2 separate regions of the Mus musculus genome follow, and region 1 is linked to region 2. A link is a contact called in public promoter capture Hi-C data. All regions are on one chromosome and are shown on one strand. Each heading gives the region's core, a stretch centred on a gene start, on an enhancer-like site or on the middle of the called end of the contact. The rest is flanking DNA. Distances are from core to core; before and after follow the strand shown. Region 1 overlaps D430041D05Rik (RIKEN cDNA D430041D05 gene). Region 2 has its middle 9.1 kb from the start of Elf5.

Region 1 (3,218 bases), core at 404-2,903, 940 kb after region 2:
TCTAGAATGTGTAAGAAGGCAGGTTGAGCAAGCCTTGGGAGTAAGCCAGTCAGCTTTCTCCATGGACATTGCTTCAGCTCCTCCCTCCACATTCAGAGGGAAACAACGACTATCAGGAACTTGGATAGGAAATATCATGTGTTATTCTGGCCAGGAATTTGGCTTCATTCTGCCTGTGTCCTGAGAACTTGATAAACACAGAGTTCCAAGGTGATGGGCTAATTTGCGTGGCCAAGGAAATCTCAAGACAGGCCAACCTCAGGTTGATGCCGAGAAAGCAGTTGTGATTATTAAGTGATCCATGTAATACCTAATGCTGTATGCAAATCAGATGAAACTCTTCAGATAAGTAGACACCAAAACTTGAATTTTTCAAGGAAATGGTCATATCACCAAACCCTTTGTGACAGATTTTTATTAGATTTTTCTTAGCCCCCTTTTGTGTTTTTTTAATTTGTTGATTTCATATCCGTATAAAATGGACATATTACTGTCTCTAATCCCTTCCCACTCCTGCAAACTGCCAACAAGAACTAAGGAGGAGGACTGTTTGTCTGACTGAAGCACACACGCTGGGGTGAGGGATACACACTTCTCCATCCACACCTGGCTCAGAGCCCCAAAATGACTTCCCAGATGGCCCAGTGGTAGGAGCAAGAGGCTTAATGCGTAGTCACGCCTGGTCATTATGGGTGCAAAAGACAGGTAGGTGGGAAAGAATGAGCAGGTGAAAGCTTTCAGAACATGACCTCTGGGCTGGTAACTGGAAGCCTCACCAGAAGGTCAAGAACTCATGATAGCTATGGTTTGGGCTATGAACTGGACCATCATTTCTCATCCCCATCCCCACCCCTGCCCCGGCCATCCTGGCAGTACAAAGCACAACCTCCACTTTACAGATGGGGAAAGCTGCAGGAAAATGATCTGTGTTTCTTTGGTACGTGGCAGAGCTAAGATGCAGAAACAACCCAGTCCAACATCAATGTCTGGTTTCTATGACAACACCTGCTGGACCAGGACCCTCTGGTCTCCATCAGAACTGCCTCCCAGCAACCACTCTGCTTGGATAACCACTCTTTCCTCTTCTGGCATCTTCGAATAACTTGTTTTTTTTTCTTTTCTAATCTTAGCTAAGAGGAGGTAAAAGCCTTTTATCCCATTTGTGGCCACGAAAGGCCACAAACCCCAGAGCAAAACCACTTTGTTGAACTAATCCATTTTAAGATAATGCATATAGAGGAGGAGTGCTCTAAAAGTCTGAAGGTAAAGTATTAATATAATTAGCATACTTGTCCAAGCAGGCTAGCATAGCTGAGAGCATTCTGAGCGTGGGACGTATTGCAGAGACAGTTCTAATGTAGAGAAGGACAGGCAGTGGATAAGGTGCTCAGGCTCAGGTGCACACCACAGCTCCTCTTGTCTCCTCATAGACAGAATCTCCATTACAGGAGACATCTGATGTGGGGGTTGAGGGACTCCTGGGGCCTGGGCCAGGTAACAGGAGACCTAGGTTCAAAACCCAGATCTTCTTCTAACTAGTGTTGATACTCAACATGACTCAGGACTTCACTTCACTTCCTGCTCCTCCTCATGGCCTACCCTCACCTGAAAGCTTATTTGCTACTCCTGCTGAGAGCCAGACTACCTGGGCCTTTTTATTTTTCCTGTCTCTGCTGTTACTGACTCATACCTTGGCCAAGATGCCTAACCATTCTGTACTGCTATTTCCTCACATTTACAAAAGAATGCAAATACTTGAATGGTTAGTTTTATGTGTCAAGTTGATTGAGAAACTGGGTGCCCAGATGTGGGTTAAACATTTACCTCTGACTGCATCTGTGAAGTTGTTTCTGGGTGACATTAACATATGACTAAGCCTGATATTGGTGGGCCTTGTCTAAACCACTGGAAGACCAAGCAAAAGGTGAGGTAAGAGAGAATATTTTTCTGTCATGTGGGAGCTATCTTTGGTTACATTGCAACTTTAGAAGTCAGCCTGGGCTACATGAAACCAGGCTTCAAAGAAAAGGAGACAGAGCCTGGGATAACAACTCAGATAGTAAAGCGCTCGCCTACAGGCATGAGGTCCCACGCTCCATCCACAAAAGCCATCTTTTAAAAACTGGACGCACAGTTTATATATAGGATCACACACAATTCTAGTACCAGAGGCAGAGACCGGTGTTCAGCAGCCAGTCAGCCTAGCCTACATGGTGTGTACCAGACCAGTGAGGAACCATACTATAAAAACAAGGTGCACATTACTTGAGCAACAATAGACAAGGCTGTCTTCTGGCCTCCACATGCATGTGAATCTACACATATATGTGCCCTGCACTCATGAAATACATATAAATATACACACGGTTTTTAACATTATAAAGCAAAACTTTAAAAATTAAAATGAGAGCCATCACACGGGAAAAGGTAAAATGTCTGTTGAAGCCATGAGATCAGGGCTGAGATGATGGTCCACTAGATGAAGCCCTTGCAGTGCAAGCGTGAGGACCAGAGTTGAGATCCCAGGAGTGTGGTCCTGTGAGTCTCACGCAGCCTAGCTGAACCTGCAAGACCCAGGTACAACGAAGAAACTGTATCTCAAAAACTACAGTCCTGCGGCTAAGGAAAGCACCCCGTGGTGACCTCTGGCCTCCACAGGCACACAGAAGGGTGCATGTATGTACCTGCACACATGTGAACACACACATGTGAACACATGAAGAAAACACACCACACACACAACATCGAAATTAGGATAATTCAGGTCTCTGCATTTGCAACCATAAGTTTCATTTTTTCCTCTATTATAATAACTGTGTGAGCTACAGAGGCTGCAACTATGGCGACACCTAAGAAGAACTATCAACAAAGGAACTGATGCCAGGGTCTGCTTACAGTCCCATTTGCTCATCCACCTTTGGTTTTCAGCCTCTCTCCAGAACAGCTGTCCATCTTGTTCCTAGTCAGATGGCCTCTAAATTGGATGAACTTAATTGTAGCAAATGAAGGCACTAATAACCAGATACTAGCACTTGAAGTTAATTAGCCACGTGCAAGGCAATTCTTTTTACTGTGCAAACCTAAGAAGAACCTTTAGAAAATCTAAAGGGTAAGGATAGGCCATTCCAGACTAAAATATCAAAATCTTGGGCTTTCCCAAGTAACCTTTAATTTTTCCAGTTTCCAGAAACAGCATAGCTTTCCTTTTGACCATTTCT
Region 2 (3,755 bases), core at 1,250-3,749:
GCTTCCATTCAGCATTACATCATAAAGAATTAGATACTTTACTGTTCAGAGGACACCAAGGAGACTTGAAAGAGTTAATTATGGCTCACCAGAGTCTGTCCCCAAGATCCCAAGACCCAGACATTAAACTGTTTATTTTCAAATGTCAATCTTCAAATCAACGTGTGAGGCAGCTTCCTCCGAGGAATAACTGAGCCTGTCACTGGCTAAGGAGGTGGGCTGGAGGAAGTAACTTGATTGCGCCACCTTTTGGTGGGGGCTGTGATCTTTTCTGGGGTCTTAACTGCACAGCTCTGGAAATAATAGGAAGGCTGGAAATCTACTTGCCCTCTTGGTTCTGTGGAGTGAATCCACCTAGAGTCATTTATAATCTCTGAGCTAGAGAGAGCCAGCAGTGAGGCCAGAGTTCAAAGGGAGTTCAGCTCTAATCTGGATGTGACCATCTGAACCAATCTAACCATGCAGGCTCTGAGGACATTATTATCACTCAAGTGTAATTACAGATAAAATAGTTTTATTAATCAGCTTCCTAAGGGGACTGCGTTTATCTGATGGCTGCTGTGAGTAATGTGGGTGTTTCGAGAGGGAGGAGTCTATGCCGGAATGGTTGCATATGTGTGGAGGATGCGAGGTATTGGGAGCGACAGATACAGGAGAGAGTGTGGCTGGAAATCTATCTAGGTGCTTGTGGGTCTAGGTGAGAGGAATCAGAGTGTGAGGCAACACTAAGGTATGTGTGTGCTCAGGCCAGTGCAGCTGCTCGTGAGCTCGTGCCTGCTTTCTCATTACACTTTGCTATTGGTCATGATACTTTTTCCCTCCCCCTACCCCACCCCCCAAAAATAGATGTCCATATTAGTATGTAGCTGGAGTTACAGGGCTCCCAATTTGAAAATTACACCTACAGGTGACCTCTTTGGCCACAAACTGTCAGTTTTTCAGATCTTATCTCCAGACCTTTCTTGGCTTATTAAGTATCAATCATCTTAAGCCTGTTTGCCAGTTGTGAAGGATCCCAGAAGGGCAGAGCTCCTCCTGAGCACCTCCTGACCAGGGATTGACCGGACCTAAAGTCAACCCCACTCTGTTCTGAGATGTGAACTTTGTGGGCACAGTTCCTAAAGATATCTCAATAAGCCTACCAGCCTGCCTCTAACTTGGTTAAGCCTCAGTAGTACTAAATGGGATGGGTAACACTCCAAGACTAGGTTCTGCCAACAGCGAGGCCAAGGGCTAAGCAACTGCCCAGAGATTCTGGCATATAAACAGAGCAAGCCCAGTCACCTTTGACCTTCCTTCCCTGTCCATTCAAAACACTGGGCACCTGGACCAGCTTTCTCAACACATGACCTATAGCTCCTGGCCAATTATACAACTCAACACTCAATTTGGCTAGAATGCTTGACTTTAATTAGCCCCCCACCCAACTCAGAGGTCCTTGTGCAAAATCTGCCCTCTGGCTTGCACATTGCCCAAAGTGCAGCTGCAACCTGGAGTGGACACAGCCGGAGAACCAGAAAAGCCAAATGACTATTTCCTGTAGAGACAGGTGGCTTCCATCTCCCATGGGCAGGTGTAGAAAGGTGAGCTTGCAGAAGTCCCACCCATGGGACTGTCAGAAAGATGTAAGTAGCGACAGCTGGGATTGGTGTGGCCAAATGGCAAATCTTTTAGATACTCTATAGTGATCTATGGTGATTAATGGACTTTCTGTTTTCCCAAAAGGGCACACTGGCAACCAGAAGGGGGAAAAGAAGGGTAGGTGGAGAAACAAATATTTTATAAAATTCCTGCTCTAGCTAAGTTAAATAAGGACCACTGACCAAATGTGATCACCTTCTCTTAACCACGACCACATGGGCAGGAGAATGTCTACCCACGTTGAAAATGTATATATCTGTGCTGTTCCAACTGATCTAGTGGACAGCCAAAACTGTATTTATCATGGTGATTAGTAAGTCTGATGCTATAGAGGCTGATTAATATCCTTATTACAATAATAGTCTATTGACCATTTAGTATGTGTCAGGTGCTGGGCTCAGTGCTTCCTATACTACAATAGTTCATTCTATTATAATTCTTAGATTTATCTATATGAGTCTTTTTTGCATGCATGTATGTAAGTGTACCACATGTGTGCCTTGTGCCATGGAGGTCAGAAGAAGACATCAGAACCTCTGGATCTGGAGTTAACAGACAGTTGTGAGCCATTATGTGGGTGCTGGGACCTGTACCCTCTGCAAGAGCAGCCAGTGCTTTTAATTGCTAAGCCATCTCTCCAGCCCCCATTTCCTTCAGTTGTCTTCAAACCCCCATGAAATGATAATTTCTTTGCAGATGAGGAAACTGAAGTTCAAAGAGATCCAAAAATTCAGTTGCCAAGTTGGTAACATTGACATCTGAACTCTTAGCCTCAAAGCCTCAAAGGTCTTTCTATTCCTAGATTTTCCTCAAGTGCCTCTCCATCTGGCTTCTACTCTTAGCAAGGCCACGCCTGCCTGTCTATCAGCCACACCTCCAGAGAATGATCAGGCCAGCCCCTATCTCACTGGTTCCCACAAGCCAGAGGGATAGCTGTCATTCAAAATGGAGACAAAGCCTACCCATTTGCTTTAGCTTCCTTGAGAAGGATTAAAACATGGTTCATAGAGAGGGATGCAAGTGACAGCGACATGTGGGATTCTGTGGGCTTTACTTGGACTCTAGTTTCTCAGAGATAATATCCAAAGGTGTGGACCCTGGACCTCTTACCTGGGGCCAGTCACACCCCATACAAGATCTCCCTATGTTTATGAGTTTAAAATACAAATGTGTCCATGTTGAGGGGAACTTGCCTGGTGGGACCAGTCGGCCTTTCAAAGGTAAGGGCCCTCCAGGTTTATCAGTAGCAGGAACCCTCAGACTCCACTTAGGACATAATGGCAAACTCTGTGATAAGAAGATGCCAGAAAACTTCAGGATAGCTTTATAAAGCAACATAATGACGCCTGCTTCCTTGCACAAGTCGGTGCTCCCACTCTACCCCTAAACAGAACCAACCTTTAGGAAATTTCAGGGAACAATCCATATCTTTGAACTTTAGTTATTTATTCATTTATTAGAAACAGGGCCTCACTATGTAGCCCAGGCTGGCCTCAGCCTCCTGAGTGCTGGTTTGGCTTGTGACATCATGACAAGACCTTTGAACATTTTAATGGCAAATACATACAATAGTGGGAAAAAATAAGAGGTTGGTGAAAAAATATTATTTCAAAATTGGTAAAAGAAACAATTAAATTTAAAAAAAAAATGTCCATAATGAGCACCAGTTGATGCGCAAAAAACCCTTGGGAGTAAGACCAGAAGCCAGCATTGTGGGACACTGTGACCCACTGTCAGCTTGCGGCCTCGCACGTGTTTTCCCCTAAAGACTGATGAAATCTGAGGTTTTTCAGTACTGAAGTCTTCTCGAACTGGCAAGATCTACCTTTTTGTTCACAGAGATGCTGGATTGAAAAACTCACCCAGTACTTCCTGTGCCAGCCCTCTGTGACTCGGAAGTAGTAGAGTTAGCCACACCCTTTCTCTCACCTTGTTACTTCCAACTTGGGCTGGTGTAAACAAGATCCCCTGTTAATCCCCAGACTGAGCACAGGGTCAGTGGTCAGTGGCCTGGGCTCTGGGCTAAGGGATCTTGTGGAGGAAATTCAGGCTCAGCTGCTTAGCCGATGACTTTACACAAATCGTAGAAGCTCAGTGAACCTCAGATTCCTCCT

What was found. Promoter capture Hi-C pulls out the DNA fragments that hold promoters and counts their contacts.
Region 1: a contact with region 2 is called in a promoter capture Hi-C map of the C10 cell line, with 5 times the contacts expected there. The contact joins two enhancer-like sites. A contact is called at or near these places in 4 of 39 promoter capture datasets (the C10 cell line, liver and pre-B cells).

What each region holds. Positions count from the first base shown.
Region 1 is chr2:104,352,583-104,355,800 of GRCm38.p6, forward strand. All of the region lies in intron 1 of D430041D05Rik (RIKEN cDNA D430041D05 gene), which reads right to left. Among named protein-coding and RNA genes, the nearest start is that of D430041D05Rik, 56 kb to the right of the region's middle. Within about 2 kb of position 1,654, at least 8 of the 459 cell types and tissues checked have an H3K27ac peak or open chromatin away from gene starts, as enhancers often do.
Region 2 is chr2:103,413,057-103,416,811 of GRCm38.p6, forward strand. It overlaps a transcript of Elf5 not described here. Among named protein-coding and RNA genes, the nearest start is that of Elf5, 9.1 kb to the right of the region's middle. Within about 2 kb of position 2,500, at least 2 of the 459 cell types and tissues checked have an H3K27ac peak or open chromatin away from gene starts, as enhancers often do.